Regions from separate parts of the Gossypium hirsutum genome. Here region 1 is linked to region 2. A link is a contact called in public Hi-C data. All regions are on one chromosome and are shown on one strand. Each heading gives the region's core, a stretch centred on a gene start, on an enhancer-like site or on the middle of the called end of the contact. The rest is flanking DNA. Distances are from core to core; before and after follow the strand shown. Region 1 holds the start of LOC107930105 (LRR receptor-like serine/threonine-protein kinase FEI 1). Region 2 holds the start of LOC107930114 (ATP-dependent Clp protease proteolytic subunit 4, chloroplastic).

The links. A called contact is a pair of places that touch in the nucleus more often than the background predicts.
Region 1: a Hi-C map of leaf shows a contact between it and region 2, with 4 times the contacts expected there. The contact joins the promoter of LOC107930105 here to the promoter of LOC107930114 in region 2. A contact is called at or near these places in 6 of 34 Hi-C or Micro-C datasets (callus and leaf).

The regions. Positions count from the first base shown.
Region 1 is chrA08:108,925,550-108,930,062 of Gossypium_hirsutum_v2.1, forward strand. LOC107930105 (LRR receptor-like serine/threonine-protein kinase FEI 1) reads left to right here and starts at 1,378. Exons shown (of 14, transcript XM_016861673.2): 1 at 1,378-1,730; 2 at 2,688-2,917; 3 at 3,290-3,425; 4 at 3,526-3,597; 5 at 3,701-3,772. The coding sequence starts at 2,821.
Region 2 is chrA08:108,763,834-108,768,327 of Gossypium_hirsutum_v2.1, forward strand. It overlaps LOC107930114 (ATP-dependent Clp protease proteolytic subunit 4, chloroplastic), which reads right to left and starts at 2,707. Exons shown (of 2, transcript XM_016861685.2): 1 at 2,111-2,707; 2 at 1-485. The coding sequence starts at 2,493. The coding sequence ends at 2.

The sequences.
Region 1 (4,513 bases), core at 128-2,627, 160 kb after region 2:
ATGAAACTTTAATACCACCCTAAAGACACTCCATAAATATTTATAAAAATATTTACGACTCGATTTATAGAATTGAGGTCCCAACACCTCATTTTCTAAAACCATTTAGCCGAATAAATCTTTATAAAATACAAATTACTAATTCAAAAATCTTTCTAAAATCATATTTAACCCATAAATATTAAATAATAATATTTACGAACTTGCTTGCTTGATTTGGTGGCCTTGAAACCACTATTTCTGACACAACTGAAATCGGGCTGTTACAAGATCATGACTGCCGATTGTGACCTCCACCTAGACTTCCACCACTGGTTTTATCAAGCATTATTACCCCGAAATCAGGTTTCCTCACAATGGGTTCCTCAAGTGATGATCCTATCTCGCCATGATATATTAAATATATGTGTGTTGAGGCGTGTTATCACGTCCTCGATCCCTCAAAACTACCTAAGAACTTCTGTCGTTTTAGTCGAAAACTCTAAACACATTCAAAGTACCTTAAACCCTAAAAAACTAAAAACCCTAAAGATCCTAACCTTAAAAAAAATCCTAACCTTAGAGAGAGAAAGTGAAAGTCCGTCTAGCTGGACACGCTTTCTTGCCATCTATGCAGAAAGCACACTCTGCTGGACGCGCTTTCACTTTCTCTCTCCTAAAATGACCAATTTCCCTAATTAAAGTTTACAACAACCTAAAAGACTAACTGAAAAAATAGCATATTTTACTAATTTATCCTATTTAAATCATGGACATATCAATTTTCGCTGCAGCACATGTTTTATTATTTTATCTTTATTTGTTTCATATTTCGTATAATTTATTACAAGAATTCAATTTTAATTTTAATATAAATGTCAAAAACTTTAATTGTTTTTCCGGTATATTCTAGTGATACATAATTTTAAATTTAAATATTTAGTTTATTAAAATGAATTAATCTTTAATTCACTAAAAAAATAATTAATCAATTCAATATTTTATTCATTAAAAAATTCACTTAAAAAAGAGTAGAATAAGTTAAAAGTGTGACGAGAAAAAAAAATTTAGTTATTAAAATTATCTCAGCATATTTTTTTAACCTTTAATTTCAACGTACTCGAATCAATATTTTTTTATATTAATAATATTAATATTAATTTAGTTAAAATTCAATTCATTTCCTGCATATTTTTTAATTTTTTAAGAAGGGTTGAAAACGCGTATAGTTTTATATAAATCCACAAATAATTAAAATATTTACATTGTTTGATACAAAATGGATTTTTTTTAATTTAATTTAAAACAATTAACACAAAATTGAAATATCTTAATAAGATCCGGGCGTGGACAAAGTTTACTGTAACTCGCTTAGAGTCCAGGAGTTAAGAGTGTTAGACTTTAGACTTTACTCTTTTTCTAGAAAGCAAGAAACGTCGGTTGGCACGTACGGAAGTCGCAGTCGCACGTGAGAAAGCAGCACCATCTCAACTCGGCCCCCCTTTAATTCCAAACATCTAATCTATAGCTCTCTGCCTCACTCTCTTCAACGACTAAAGTCTCTCTCTTCACAATCACATCTTCATTTTCAGAATTTAACCAAAATAATATTAGAAAAAAAAAGAATTAAAAGAAATCCAAGAAGAAAAAAGAAGTAGCATCGAATCTTTTTTTATTCGTTATTTTTATTTGATTTTTTTTGCTTGTTTTCTCTTCGCAGCTCACTGCCTGCAGATCGGTTCAATCTCAAGGTTTCTTTAATTTCTCTTTATTTTTAATTTTTTGTGTTTTCATTCCATTTTCTTCTCCAAAGTTTGGTTCTGTTTGTGTTTTAAGTTCCAGATTGGTTAGCAATTGTTTTCCTGCTCGATTCTTTACTTCGTTTTTAGGTCAATTTCCCTTTTTAGCAGTCTCGGAATATAAATAGCTCATGCTGAGAGGCGAATTCTAAGAATGCTATTTTCGTTTTAAGCTCTTGATTCCGTCCGATTTATGTCGCAAAGTTTGTGTCACTTTATCAAAGTGATTGTTTTAGCTCAACTTTCAGAGGTAGTAGTTTATTTTCAAGTTAAGAGTTTAGGGTTGGAGAAGTTGATCTTAGAGTAATTGCTTGTGTTATTATATTTGCGTTTAGTACGTGCAACTTTAAATTTGACAGAAATGCTTCAAAATGATTGAAGATTTGGGAAATGACTTGCTTGTAGTAGAAGCTGCTAATCTCATTTAGATAAAGAATGCTAATGCAGCAAAAACCTTTAATGATGTAAATGTTGTTTCTCATAAGCGTTCATGTTCCTTAAAATTGGCTTTAAAGTCCGATTCTGGCTGAGAAGGCTTTATTGTACTGATTAGTTCATTCTTTGAAATTCATGTCGCACAATGTATGGTACAAGAGTAAGCAGTGCTCATAGTCCATCATAGATATCAAAACTGCAATGGTTATCAAGTTGGATTTTTTTTCATGATTAGAATTATTTGATATGTATTCATGTATAAGACTTCAATGCTCTATTTGTCCTTTGGTTCTAGAGAGAGAGAGAGAGGGAGGGAGGTGGTTCTTTCTTGGTTTTCAATTATGCATTTTTTCTGCACAAATTGGAAGGAACTTTGTAACAATTTCAATTGGAATTCTGCTTTCTGCACAATGTTTCTGTTTCAAGTATCTAACTGTTTCTAATTCTTATTTTTGCTTCTCTATGTCCTGCCAGACTTTGTTTGTATTTTTGTAGCTGCCAAGTGGCGTTGTAGTCCCGATAACCATATGATACAACAAGGGTGCATTCCTGAGTTTGGCGTATCAGATGATTTGTAGTATCTATATTATGCTTTGTCAGTGCCATTATGGGCATTCGTCTGATGAAATATCAATGGCCATGGCTGCTTCTCATTCTATTCTCTTTTATCCTAGCAAACAGAATCAGAGCTATCAGTCCTGATGGTATGTCATTTATATGTAGTATGAGATCATTCAAGCTGATATTTAGAAATTTTTTTCTCCTCTTATTCTCTCACCATCTGGAAAAGGATCTTAAATGCTCTCCTTATGTTAATGCTCTTTTGGTTGGAAATTACTGGTTAATTTGTCTCACTTAGGAAATTTGCACATTGAAAATCTTGACCATTTAAAACTTTGGTGAGCATGTTTACATTTTGCTTTCCTTTTCCTTTTTGACAGTCTTTTAGATTTAATTTGGATAAAATAGATTTTGGCTGGTTATAGAATCTCTAGTCAGCCAGTGATTACAATGCATTTCATGCTGGAAATAAGAATATTTGGTAACAGATTGTGAAAATGCTTTTCATGATGCAGGAGAGGCACTTCTGAGCTTTCGGATAGCAATTATTAGTTCAGATGGTGTGCTTTCTCAGTGGAGACCAGAGGATCCTGATCCATGCAAATGGAAAGGGGTGAAGTGTGATAGTAAAACCAAGAGAGTGACAACTTTGTGAGTATTGAAGATCATGTACAAATATAACATCCCTTAAACTACTTTGTTTACATGAAGATGCAATTTAACATCTTTTTTCTCTACGTTTTCTCTTCAGGAGCCTTACCAATCATAAACTGAGTGGTCCTATATCGCCTGACCTTGGGAAGTTGGAGCACTTGAGGCTTTTGTATGTATTAGTGGGACTTATCTTTCTTCATACTTGATGGATGATCTGTATTCAAATATATTTTATTGCAGCTGATATTTTCTCTGATTTTTACATGTATCAGAATGCTTCATAATAACAACTTTTATGGGGCAATTCCATCAGAGCTGGGTAATTGCACAGAGTTGCAGGGAATGTAAGTATTGTTGTACTTGAAAAGTGTTGTTGGCTACAGGTTATGATATTAAAAAAATTAAAATATTTTATTCTCTTTGAGATTTATCATTTGCCTTTGGTTCCGATGCAAAATGGTAGTTCGACCTCAAAAGTACTTGTTATTTTGTTGGATTATGAATTATAGATGGGGATAGCAAATTGTTCTATTTGTGCCACAATTCAAACAATTGGTTTTGTTTTGGTCCTTCTGTTCTTATTTGTGTATGATATATGTGTGTGCCTACACACTTTAATGTATGTAAATTGATAAAGACTGTAGAGAAATTGGCATGTTTAATTTCATAATTATCAATCCATAAGGTATCCTTCTTGACAGTTGAGCAAGGCCAAGGGGGAAGTGAACCTTGGACCTCCACCCTCAATTTGGATGGGTACAAACTGAACCAGTAGGCCAACCTCCAGGCGAAGTAATCTTTAGTGATGCTGAGCTTGGCTACGCTAGTAATCTTTTTTTTTTTTTTCCCCTTTTTGACCTTTCCCTGATAATTTATCCTTCTTGGATAATTAAATCTAGTAATTCAGTGTATAAAGAGCTAAAGCAAAACTCAACATTTCCCTTGCTTTTGATTGCTTAATGCTGTTAAATTTATGGCACGTTTTTTTTCTTAAGAAAAGTGGACATTTTTTTTTTTACTTTTTCTTGAAACTCGCTAAGGTTCTATCTGGTTTTGGTTATATACTGCTTGGATATACTTGATAT
Region 2 (4,494 bases), core at 1,457-3,956:
TCTAGTATATCTCATCATCTGGAATATCAGGGGTCAAGAATTTCCTGGGATCTTTGCTAATCTCCTCGTAGTTTAAGCTTGCCTTCACTCTTTCTGGCACTGGTTCCAATGGAATGATGCTATCTCTATCGATAACACCATCTATTATTCCATATTCCACAGCTTCTATTGGAGACATATACCGATCCCTATCAATATCCTTCAGCACTTGTTCAAATGGACGCCCAGTAGAAGCAGAAATTATTCTTGTCACGTTGTTCTTGTTATGCATAATTTCCCGTGCTTGGATTTCAACATCTATAGCTTGGCCACTAGCACCTCCTAGAGGTTGATGAATCATTATTCGTGTGTTTGGCATTGCAAAGCGCTTGCCTTTGGTGCCACCACCAAGGATTATAGAAGCTGTTGATGCTGCAATGCCGATTCCAACTGTGGAAACATCAGCCCGGACAAGCTGCACTACATCATATATGGCCATTGTAGCACTGATACAAATAGCAAAAACAGCAGATCAGCAAAAGGAAAGGATAGGCAAGCAAGGTGATACAATCAGAAATCAAATAGAAGAAGACAAAATGTTAAAATGGAACCATAACGGGGAAGTTTCTATTCTTTTGTACATCACCAATGGGAAGGAAAATAAAATTTTTTAAAGAAAAACAGAAAGAAAAAAGTAATTTAATTATTAGCCTTATTTGGATTGCACAAAGATAAAAACAGAGGAAGGTTGGGCAAGCAGTCTTACTTGGTTGAGTGGAAAGGATAGGAAATGGAAATTTATCATGTTTACTAGCAGTTATAGTCTTCATATATTTCGTGGTGTTTCTTTCTTCTTGTGTGTGCGCACACGTGCAAAGTGATTATGTCAGTACATTAGACAAATTATGAGGAACCGTTCACCAAAATCTTCCATTCCTTCCCCATCAAGTGAAACGTTTCCCTTGCAAAAGAGGGTACCCTTTGCCTCAAGCCTCAATGGAAATATAACATGTAAGATTGCATACATGTTTTCAAACGTAAATTGATGACCTAAACTGCATATAATGTCAACTGCTCTAAGCTCCTAAAGATTGAAGAATATGCACACTTCCACTTGGCCCTGCAACAACCTAAGTTATACCCAAAGATTGCATAAACAGAAGGATCTGAGCTGACTCCTAATCCAGAAAACATTTATTGGGCATAATTTTCCCATTTTAAGGAATTGAAAAAAAATAAAGCACACTAAGAAACTTGACCTTGGTCATTAGAAGAAAAAAAGAATAGATAATCACACACAATTGAACAATAAGATTGTGAACTACCACACATGCTAATTTAATGATGAAGCAAGACTCTTCATGCTTGGACGAAGCAATAAAGTTTCCATCCTCGAGCTGATGCTACAAACCAAGAGTTGTAGCTTGCTGGAAATTTATACCATAGGCTCAGCCATGACCCGATGTCCATTTTAGGCTACTTGAGTTATTTTTAGTGGTTAGACTTGCTAGCTTATCAAGCACTAAGGTTCGGAAGTATTCTATAAGTGCTTTAGAGATGCTACTCTATTAAATGGGGTTTACAAACAAGATAGATCATTAAATCATTGCTATCAGGCTTCTTCAACAAGAAATATCAGGAAACAATGATAATCCATATCCAAGGAGAATCCCACTCCCATCAAATAAAAATTGCCATTTCATTTCCAAGAACCTAAACAATGATGTGTCCTAGTTGAAGAACAAACAGAGAATTCATTATTCAGTTTGTTAGGGGAATATTAAAGCGATCAAGATTTGAGAAATGGTACCTTCAGCCAGAGTTTTTCCAATAAAGTAACTCACCCAAGTCATGACTTGTCAGTTCAAGATTCATAGAAAAATAAGTTCTATTAGTGAATTCTCCTCTCTCTTTTTTTCTTAATTATGAAAATGCCCATTGATAAAATCATCGGATATGTATTTCCAAGATTCACACGCAGACTAAAATGTTCTTTCTTTCCCAGAGAGAAAACAATTTCACGGAACAGAGCAGAAGTTGTAGCAACAATGTGTTCTCTGCATTATTATCTTTGCCTAGGGTTACAGAGCAGCAGAACAAATATAAAATCCTGGAAAAAAAAAGGGGATACCTCAAAGAACCACCAGGGGAATTAATGAAGAGTCTGATATCTTTAGTAGGGTCCTGAGCGTCCAAAAGCAGCAACTGACTTATAATGGCATCGGCCGCAAAGTCATCAATGTTGTTACCTAGAAAAACGATTCGCTCCCTGAGCAACAACCCCATAGCGTCGGCCTCGGCCCCTCGCATGGCGGTGGCGGGGCTCTGAGGGGATGAAAATTTGAGGGAATTCGCAGTAGGTTTCAGTTTGAGAGATGAGGAGAGGGGTTTGGATGTGGGTGCGGAGCACGCAAAGGAAGGGTTTGGGAAAGTAAGAGAGAGTTTATGTTTAGGTTTGAGATGAAGAGAGGGGAAGGAAGGGGTTAGAGAAGATGAGAGGGATAGTAAACCCATGGCGCTTTGTGATGTTGGTGGTGCGTCGAGAAAACTCAGTCACAGATAAGCAACTACTCCGACCGAAGCCGCCGCCCCCTTTGCCCTTCGTTCTTGATATGATATCAGGCAAATACCGTTCCAATATTGTTATCCTCTTTTTTTCACTGAAGGTTTAAATATGTGAGAGGTCTTTATACTTTTGAAAAATGTGGACATTAGTCCGTATAGTATTGAGTCTCAAATGATTTAATATTTTTTAATATTATCTGAATTTACCTAGTTACTTTAGCTGGCCTAACTAGTATAAAATAAAGTATAAATATTAAAATTGATATATAATTTTGGTTTAATTTATAATTTTATACATGAATTTTTTATTTGATTCAATTCTCATAAATTATTAACACAATTACTGATATAGCTTTATTTTATGTTTATATATATATTTCATACACAAATACTTATATTTATCCAATATAAAAATATATTGATGTATTTATTTAAATATGTATGATTGAATCAAAATCAAAGTTTCATATATACATTTGAACCACAATTAAAGTTCCACGTATATAATTGTATCAAATCAAAGTTCATATATCAAATTGCACATTAGATCAAAATTCATGTGTAACACCCCTAACTAGTTCTGATATTTGGGACCTGATATAGGACTATTACATTTGGTGCTAAAGAGATCTTGACTAAACAGTAAGTAATTTCAAACATTAACTATAGCATTTAAACTTATTTAAGTCATTAATTATTATCTTAAATGTTTGAGGTCATCATCGGTCAATCGTTGACGTTTAAAAGTGATTTAAAAATGATTTTTTTAAGAAAAATAGAGGGCAAGTATCAGTACCAAAACATAGGGTATCGATACCTTAACAAGGTATCTGTACCCTTGACCAGTGTTGATACCAAAACGGCATTTTGGAACTCAAAATTTCAAAAATTTCATGTGGGTATCGATACCTATGTCCGAGGTATCGATACCAAATTGACATTCTATTTTTGAAAAACTCAATTCCAAACACTAGGTACCGATTCCTGACCCTTGGTATCGATACTTTAAGTCAAATTTGCTCAAAAATATTTGGAAAATTTGCTAAAAAACCCTTTGCAAAGAGTTTGAACCAATCCAACACTTAAAAACCAATTCAAAGCAATTCTAAATCAACCATTCTTAACCAATAATCATACCACATATGCATACACACATTTAAACTCTTATTAATTCATTTCCAATAATGCTAAAGTACTTAATTAATTTACCCACAATAAGTAAAACTTTTAAAGTTTACAAAATAACCTCTTTTTACCAAGTTAAATACCACACCACCTAATTCAAAGCAATTCTAAATCAACCATTCTTAACCAATAATCATACCACATATGCATACACACATTTAAACTCTTATTAATTCATTTCCAATAATGCTAAAGTACTTAATTAATTTACCCACAATAAGTAAAACTTTTAAAGTTTACAAAATAACCTCTTTTTACCAAGTTAAATACCACACCACCTATGTACATGTCATTCTAAATAAAAAAATCTATACATACACTTTTCGAGCTTGGCAATGTGATGAGATGAGCAGCTGACAACCTTGACTCTAGCTCGTTAAATTTAACTATACCTATGCATTGAAATAAACACGTTAAGCCAGTGACAACTTAGTAAACACTACAAGAATAAATGAATATAACATATATTTAAAATGTTACTAATATATATTATACTTCCACATATGAATATCTTTATGACTAGACATTTATTTCAACAAATTTACTTACCTTGAGTAATTTCCATACTTACTTGATACTTTAAATACTCGTATTTCTTGCTTTCACACATTTTCCCACAGTAGACTATTTAGAACAATTTAGGATTTACAAATCAAGTACAGGGGTGCAACTATATGCACAAGTATATGGAGAGCACTAAGGTGCTATACGAAGAGCACAAGCATGCTAAACAGAAAGCACTAGCATACTAAAAAACAAAGAGCG